Linked DNA regions of Sus scrofa: region 1 is linked to region 2. Evidence: chromatin contacts called from public Hi-C data. All regions are on one chromosome and are shown on one strand. Each heading gives the region's core, a stretch centred on a gene start, on an enhancer-like site or on the middle of the called end of the contact. The rest is flanking DNA. Distances are from core to core; before and after follow the strand shown.

Region 1 (3,168 bases), core at 6-2,505, 190 kb after region 2:
GAGGTCAGGTTTTTGTTTGCTTCCTTTTTTTTTTTTTTCTCAATCTTTGCTGTTTCCTTTCAATATGAAGTCTTTTGCTTCAGTGGTTTACTGACATGTATTTCACACATCCTCCTGGAACATGGAAAATGCCTGCACTGCCAAGCCAGTTCCCTCATCTGCTGCCCACTGTGAGCGGCAAAGCAGTACACAAAGGATTCATTCTGCTCTTTAAGCTTTTTGCCTGACCCCCATCTCTGCAAGTGCTTAGACTTTTTTGATCATGAAAATAAATGCCAAGCAGACATTAAATTTACAGACTTAAAATTGAAGCCAGCCGGTGTTAACATGAGAGATAGAGAGACTAGGCCAGCTAAACGCATCTCAGTGCACAGCTCAAGCTCAAGTTCCTGGATGACCGGGAACCTCTGTCCCATACTTAACTCGGAGCCTCCAGAACTAGTATGACTCAACGAACAAGCATTCCATTGAACCAGCAGCTCACCAGGCTGGCAGCAACTCTGGAAGTCCTCTGCTGGCAGTGATGACAGTTCTTGCTGGGTTCTCTCAGGATGACCCATAGTTGACACTGATCTGAAACATCAGTGCCAACAAGACTCCTCAAATTCCGGAGCTTTCTGTTCAGAGCACAGTGTGCTTTTCATCTCCAATATCTACACAGTATTGTCCAAAGCACAGTTAAGAGGGGGAACAAAACAAAACAAAGATGTCAGTTACCTCTGCTCCCTCCAACCCCGCCCCATGGGCCAGGAGATGGGCATTCAGACAAAAAATTGTACCGAGACAAAAGAGCAACATCCCTAAAATTGTGCTTTCCTGTTTGTTTGTTTTTGTTTTTGAGGGATGCTGGGGTTAGGGGGAGGACCTGGGCGCAAGGGAGGAGTCCAAGCTCCCAAACCTCTCCTCTATCCTCCTTTTACAGGTAGGGGGTCTTCAGTGAACTGAAGGGAATGCTCCTTGGGGAATAAATAACCTTTCTGCTTTGTTTCCCCCATCCCCAGCTAGGCAGCCACAGGAGGAGGGGAGGCTCCGACCTGGGCTTGGCTACAAGTCAGGAAGGCAAAGATCGCCGAACCAGGCGTCACGGAGCGCTCAGGACCAGGTGACACAATCGTGAGTGCCCGGCGCTGGCTTGACAGCTTCATCCCCGCCCACTGGCAGGGGAGCGCCTCCGGCCGCACGCGCGCGCGCAGGGTCCTTAAAAGCCGCTGCAGCGCGGAGACGCCGAGTTTGCCCACCGCGCGCACGCAGCAACATGCACGTGAACGGCAAAGTGGCGCTGGTGACCGGCGCGGCGCAGGGCATCGGCCGAGCCTCTGCGGAGGCGCTGCTGCTCAAGGGCGCCAAGGTAAGCAGCGCGCGGCGCGAGAACCTCTCCTGCCCACCCGAGACCCGCCCGCCAGACGGGCCGCCAGGAGCGGGGACCGAGGCTGCGCCCCCAGCGCCTGCCGTGCCGCCTGCACAGCTGCCCCGGCTGGCGCGCTCGAGCGGACCTCGAACGCGCTAAGAGAGAACCCGAACTTGAACTGCCCGATCGATCTCAGGTCCAAAAGAGGAACCTCCTGTGGTCGATTTCCTGTCGATCTGTCCGTCTTTTTCACGAGCCGCGCGGGACTCCGATTCCTCTCCCCTTGTCTGTAGGTAGCGCTTGTCGACTGGAATTTTGAAGCAGGTGTAAAGTGTAAAGCTGCCCTGGATGAGCAGTTTGAACCTCAGAAGACTCTTTTCATCCAGTGCGATGTGGCGGACCAGGCACAACTTAGAGGTAAGAGGAGGGAATCAATCCATCTGCGCCAAGCGCGCCTTGAGCAAGCAGCAACCTGAAGGCATCCCTGGCCAGAGAACCACCCTGGGGCGGGTGGCAGGCTTCCTCCTGGAGGGCAGCTACCTCTGAGCTGCAGGAGATAGCAAGGACTGTTAGGTTTCCTCTGACAGCCCAACAGCCATAAAAAACTAAGGGGGGGAGGGAAACCAAGAATGCTTGAGAAATCCTTTTATTTTAGTCATTTGGCAGCACATAATGTAATCAAAATTCCTTGGTGTATTCCAAGACAGTGCTGCTACATTAATTATTAAATGATTGAACTTGCAGATGGAACTAGGAGAGATAAAGTCGGCTGGGTGAGTATGGCAAACAGCTTCTCCCAGAAAGCTGGAAGACACAGAGCCCAATGACAATCAAATGTGGCAGTGTTTCTCTTTGGAACATACTAGAATGCGAGGTCAAGGGTTGTCATCACAGACGTGCTGAGTGCTTTTAACCAGATGTTCTCTGGTTTTTCCTCTATGAAATGATACTTTAAAAATAATAATAGTTGTGCTGCAGTGTTAGAAATGCAAAAGAAGAGTTTCTCCTAGACTTTCCTCAATGCTTTCTGGTTTCCATCTACTGTCTTAAAAGAGACCCACCTAGTTGTGAAATATCAGGGACAGTATCAATCGGCATAGTCGATAAACAAATTTGGTCATACAGAAGCAGATTTGTGTGAAGAATAATACTTTTCTGTGGAAAAATAGGCAAGTAAAATCTTGGTATTTCACAAAGGTTCTTGGAAAAACTAAGTAAAAGGTTAGGCACATCTTTAACGACAGGACCAAAACACTTTCATAGAAGTCACTCCAGTACTTCTGTTCTTAACACACAGATGTTTGCATTTCTTTGAAAATGTTGGGCTGTTCTGTAAGAGTGAAAATAGATCGATATGTCAGAAGGGAACAAGTTACCGTTAAGGGAAATTGTTTTAAAGGAACTTATGCAATTAAAATCTGAAAATTTTATAAAGACCTATAACGTGGATTACAAGCCTAAGTAGAAGAGATCCATAAACACAGTGCGTTTAGGGGAATGCGTTTTGCCAGAGGATAAAGTTTTGCTGATCATGCATATTTTGGATTAGGGATAAAGTCATGTCAAGTCCCATCAGCCAGTGCTGATGGAATAGGAAACAGTATAGAGTATCCGAAAGCTATTTCTGTCTGAATTTATGTAGTTTCGCATGTGACATTTAACCTTAATTGTTTTGCCTCCCAGTATTTAAAATTAGTACCTTGGCTGTAAACACATTCCTTAAGGATAAGTGATTGTGGAGGAGGAAACCAGACACATAATGAGTGACTGGGAGAAGGCTTGTTGGTCATGAGAAATCCACATATTGTCTGGACATCAAT
Region 2 (3,511 bases), core at 249-2,748:
CTAATCCCAAAGTCCCAATCCATCCTTCCCCACAATAAGTTTGGTCTCAAAATCTTTGAGTCTGTTGCTGTTCCGTGAATAAGTTCTTTTGTTTCATTTTTCATTAGATTTCACATATTAATGATCTCATATGGTATTTGTCTTTCTCTGACTGACTTCACTTAGTGTCAGAGTTTTTCCCCTCTGGATGTTCACTAACAAGTTTTACAGTGTAGTTACAAAGATGATGAAAGTTGTCACCCAGGTCTTCTTGCCAGTACCCAGCCTTCTCTTGTTCAAACTCCAGACCTTGGCTCTGCTTGTCTCTTCAAGGATGCTGTCAGTGCGATTCTGGGCAAGTGTGTCTTTTGGCCTCTGGTATTAAGTTTATAAAAACTCACCCTCAAATATCTCTTTCAGGGTCTTTTCTGAAAATATAGATCTCTCTTAGACATCTGCAGCCCTCTCTAAAGGAAATCTTAATTAGATAAATAAATACATGTGATCGGATATTTATATGTACAGCTTTTCTTCCCCCCCCCAAAAAAAACCCCACTGGATTTATGTCAAAGGATACAGCTATTTCACATTAAATAACATACCCAAGTAGAGCAAATTTTATTTGAATAGATGTTAGTCATGACCAAGCAACATTGTTTTCTAGTTGTACCTTGAAAAATAGAACATTAATATGATATTATATATTTATTTTTAAAATAATTACTTTACTTCTTTCAGATTGACCCTGACTCTCTCCTGTCCAATGGATCTCAAGAATTTTCCAATGGATGTACAGACCTGTATCATGCAGCTGGAAAGTTGTAAGTAGAAACAACTTATATTTCTGAATACTTTAAAAAAAATAGTAGATAATATATTTAATGAGTTACATAGATAATTTGTTTTGTAATTGTTTTTGCCCAATATTTACTAAATAGGAGTTATCTTCCATCTGGTATGGAAAGGAATGGTGTCTATGAGCACATGTACTCCATACTGTGATAAAGAAATAAATTCAGGAATAGAAATAATAGTTTTTAAGCTTGAAACAAATAGCTATTTTCTCTCTACAAATCATCAGAGGTAAAAAGGATGATAACCATCAAAGACTACTATTTTTTTACTGGATGCCTTGCTGTAGTCCAAACCTTTTAAAGATATTATTTCTCATACTCACAACGAATATGTTGTCCCCACATTTTAACATGTGAAAATGGTAATTTCTAGTGATTGTGCCCCAGTTTAGAGAAGTGATCATAATAATCCATCTGGCTTCAAAGGCTATGCTTACTCTGAACCATTTTGCCAAACCCTCGTGTAATATTTATTCAGTGATGACACTGCTGGCTGTGTTTCATATGTTATCCCAAGGAGGAAAGACTTTTCTCACCCTTTATCAGAGATTTATCCAAGCTTATAGGCGTTTCTTTAAATTTCTTCTTCCAAAGTGGACCTGTGTGCGTCACTGATTAATGCTAACACATGAAAACTTCAGGTCTTCTCTTTCTCTGAACTTATCTCTGTATAATCAGCCCAACTTAATGGGTTTTCATTGTTTAGTGCCATTTTACAAAGAGTAAGCATTATGCAGTATTTTTCTTGTGGTACTGTGCTATATAAGGGAAAAAAAATATCTGTTTGACATATTCTTTGAGAAAAATTTGAAAGTGGATCTTTAGACTAGCTGGCCTGAGGCCAGGTCTGTAGTGCGGTGGATCCGCCACTAGATGGCATGCCTAACTCATGGGGGGTGGGGACAGGGTGGCGGGGCGGGGTGGGGGCAGGATTCATTCCTCCTTGTTTGGTTTCTCTTAAAGTAAGGAAGTGGAAATACCTCTTTCTGACAATAACTCTTTTTTTGTTAAATTTAAATACACTACTTTTCTAAGTAGTTCTTAAATATTAAGCATACCCATGGATAAATTACTAAATTAAATGAAAGAAGATAAAAATGTAGTTTTAGTTGGGGGAACTATTTAGCAATAAAAATGGAGGAAGAAAAATACAATATTCCCAGCAGTGTAGATTTCCAACTGGACCATGAAGGCATTTTGAGGGCAGTTTGATTCTGTATCTTGGAGACAAAATTAAGCACATGGGAGAGTATTGAGAAAAAAATTGTATGAAAACTAGTCTGAGACAGACTGGTTCCCTCATTACTGAACCAAGGATGCTGGATGTTATCCAGTAGTGAGGAGCTGTTCAAGATTTAGGAGCAAGAAAATGATTTGGTCAATATGATGTTCTTAAAGATTCAGCCAGATGAACCAAACCTTACTTAGGAAGATTTCATAACATTCTGAGGAAAAGAATACAAGTGGGGGGGGGGGGTTCCCATCATGGCTCAGTGGTTAATGAACCCGACTAGGATCCATGAGGATGTGGATTCAGTCCCTGGCCTTGCTCAGTGGATTAAGGATCCTGCGTTGTAGTGAGCTGTGGTGTAGGTCACAGACGCAGCTGGTGTTGCTATGGCTGTGGTGTAGGCCAGCAGCTGCAGCTTCAATTCAACCCCTAGCCTGGGAACTTCCATATGCTGCAGGTGTGGCCCTAAAAAGCAAAAACAAAAAAAACCCCAAAAAAACAGAAGAAGAAAGAAAGAATACAAACAGGGACGAAAAGGAACATGTGGAAGGTGAAAACAATACAGGTCGATGCTATAGAGGATGTAACATGTTATCTTTACCTTCTTATGCTGGGCCTGAAAATTAAAGAGATAAAACAGGTTAATAGGAGAAAAGGATACAAATTTATAAGTTTTGCATGAGGTGGGAATCCACCATAAGGAAATGAATAGACAAGGAAATGGCAAAACCCAAATGCTTTTATACCAAGCTCAACAGAGAAGCACTTGTGGAAGAGTAGCCAGACTGTGTGGGGAAGCTAAAGGAAGAGCTGGATTATTTTAACAAAGTCGGTTTGTACAGAATTCTCTCAGTTTTGATCCCCTGTTGGAGAACATTTCTTTTTTCCTGCTATGGGGGGTATGTCTTTCACGTGGGAGTTGTTTTTTGTTTGTTTGTTTTGCTTTTTAGGGCTGTACTTGCAGCATATGGAAGTTCCCTGGCTAGGGGACAAATCGGAACCGCAGCTGCCAGCCTATACCTCTGCCACAGCAATGTGGGATCTGAGCTGCATCTGCGTCTACACCACAGTTCACAACAACACTAGATCCTTAACCCACTGAGCGAGGCCAGGGATTGAACCCACATCCTTATGGTTCTTAGTCGGGTTCATTAACCACTGAGCCACGAAGGGAACTCCCCACATGGGAGTTTTTAATCTCCTGTTTTTCAGGAAGAAAAGGGAAGATTAGAATGCTCTTCTTGTATCTGCTGTTTTTTAGGTTCCTTTAGCTTAAAATAATCCTTCTGCTAAAGTGGCATATTTGGGGGTGCATTCCACCATTCTTCATTCACTTCAATTCAAAGTGTATGCAAAAGCTCTGGGTACTGATGAGTCAGATTTAAAGAGCTTAGGTAAATAGAATTGTATTTGAAATGAGAAATAAATGTTGAAGGGAATATTGATA

The links. A called contact is a pair of places that touch in the nucleus more often than the background predicts.
Region 1: a Hi-C map of liver shows a contact between it and region 2, with 16 times the contacts expected there. The contact joins the promoter of HPGD here to the enhancer-like site in region 2. A contact is called at or near these places in 2 of 5 promoter capture datasets (fetal liver and liver), 9 of 47 Hi-C or Micro-C datasets (heart right ventricle, liver, mesenteric adipose tissue and 4 more) and 1 of 2 datasets of contacts at active chromatin or transcription factors (skeletal muscle).

What each region holds. Positions count from the first base shown.
Region 1 is chr14:15,717,474-15,720,641 of Sscrofa11.1, forward strand. HPGD (hydroxyprostaglandin dehydrogenase 15-(NAD)) reads left to right here and starts at 1,256. Exons shown (of 7, transcript NM_001190248.1): 1 at 1,256-1,348; 2 at 1,642-1,765. The coding sequence starts at 1,256.
Region 2 is chr14:15,528,028-15,531,538 of Sscrofa11.1, forward strand. GLRA3 (glycine receptor subunit alpha-3) reads left to right here. Exons shown (of 12, transcript XM_021074190.1): 7 at 718-800. Among named protein-coding and RNA genes, the nearest start is that of HPGD, 190 kb to the right of the region's middle. Within about 2 kb of position 1,499, at least 2 of the 83 cell types and tissues checked have an H3K27ac peak or open chromatin away from gene starts, as enhancers often do. A contact at or near this core is called in liver, where this site is marked.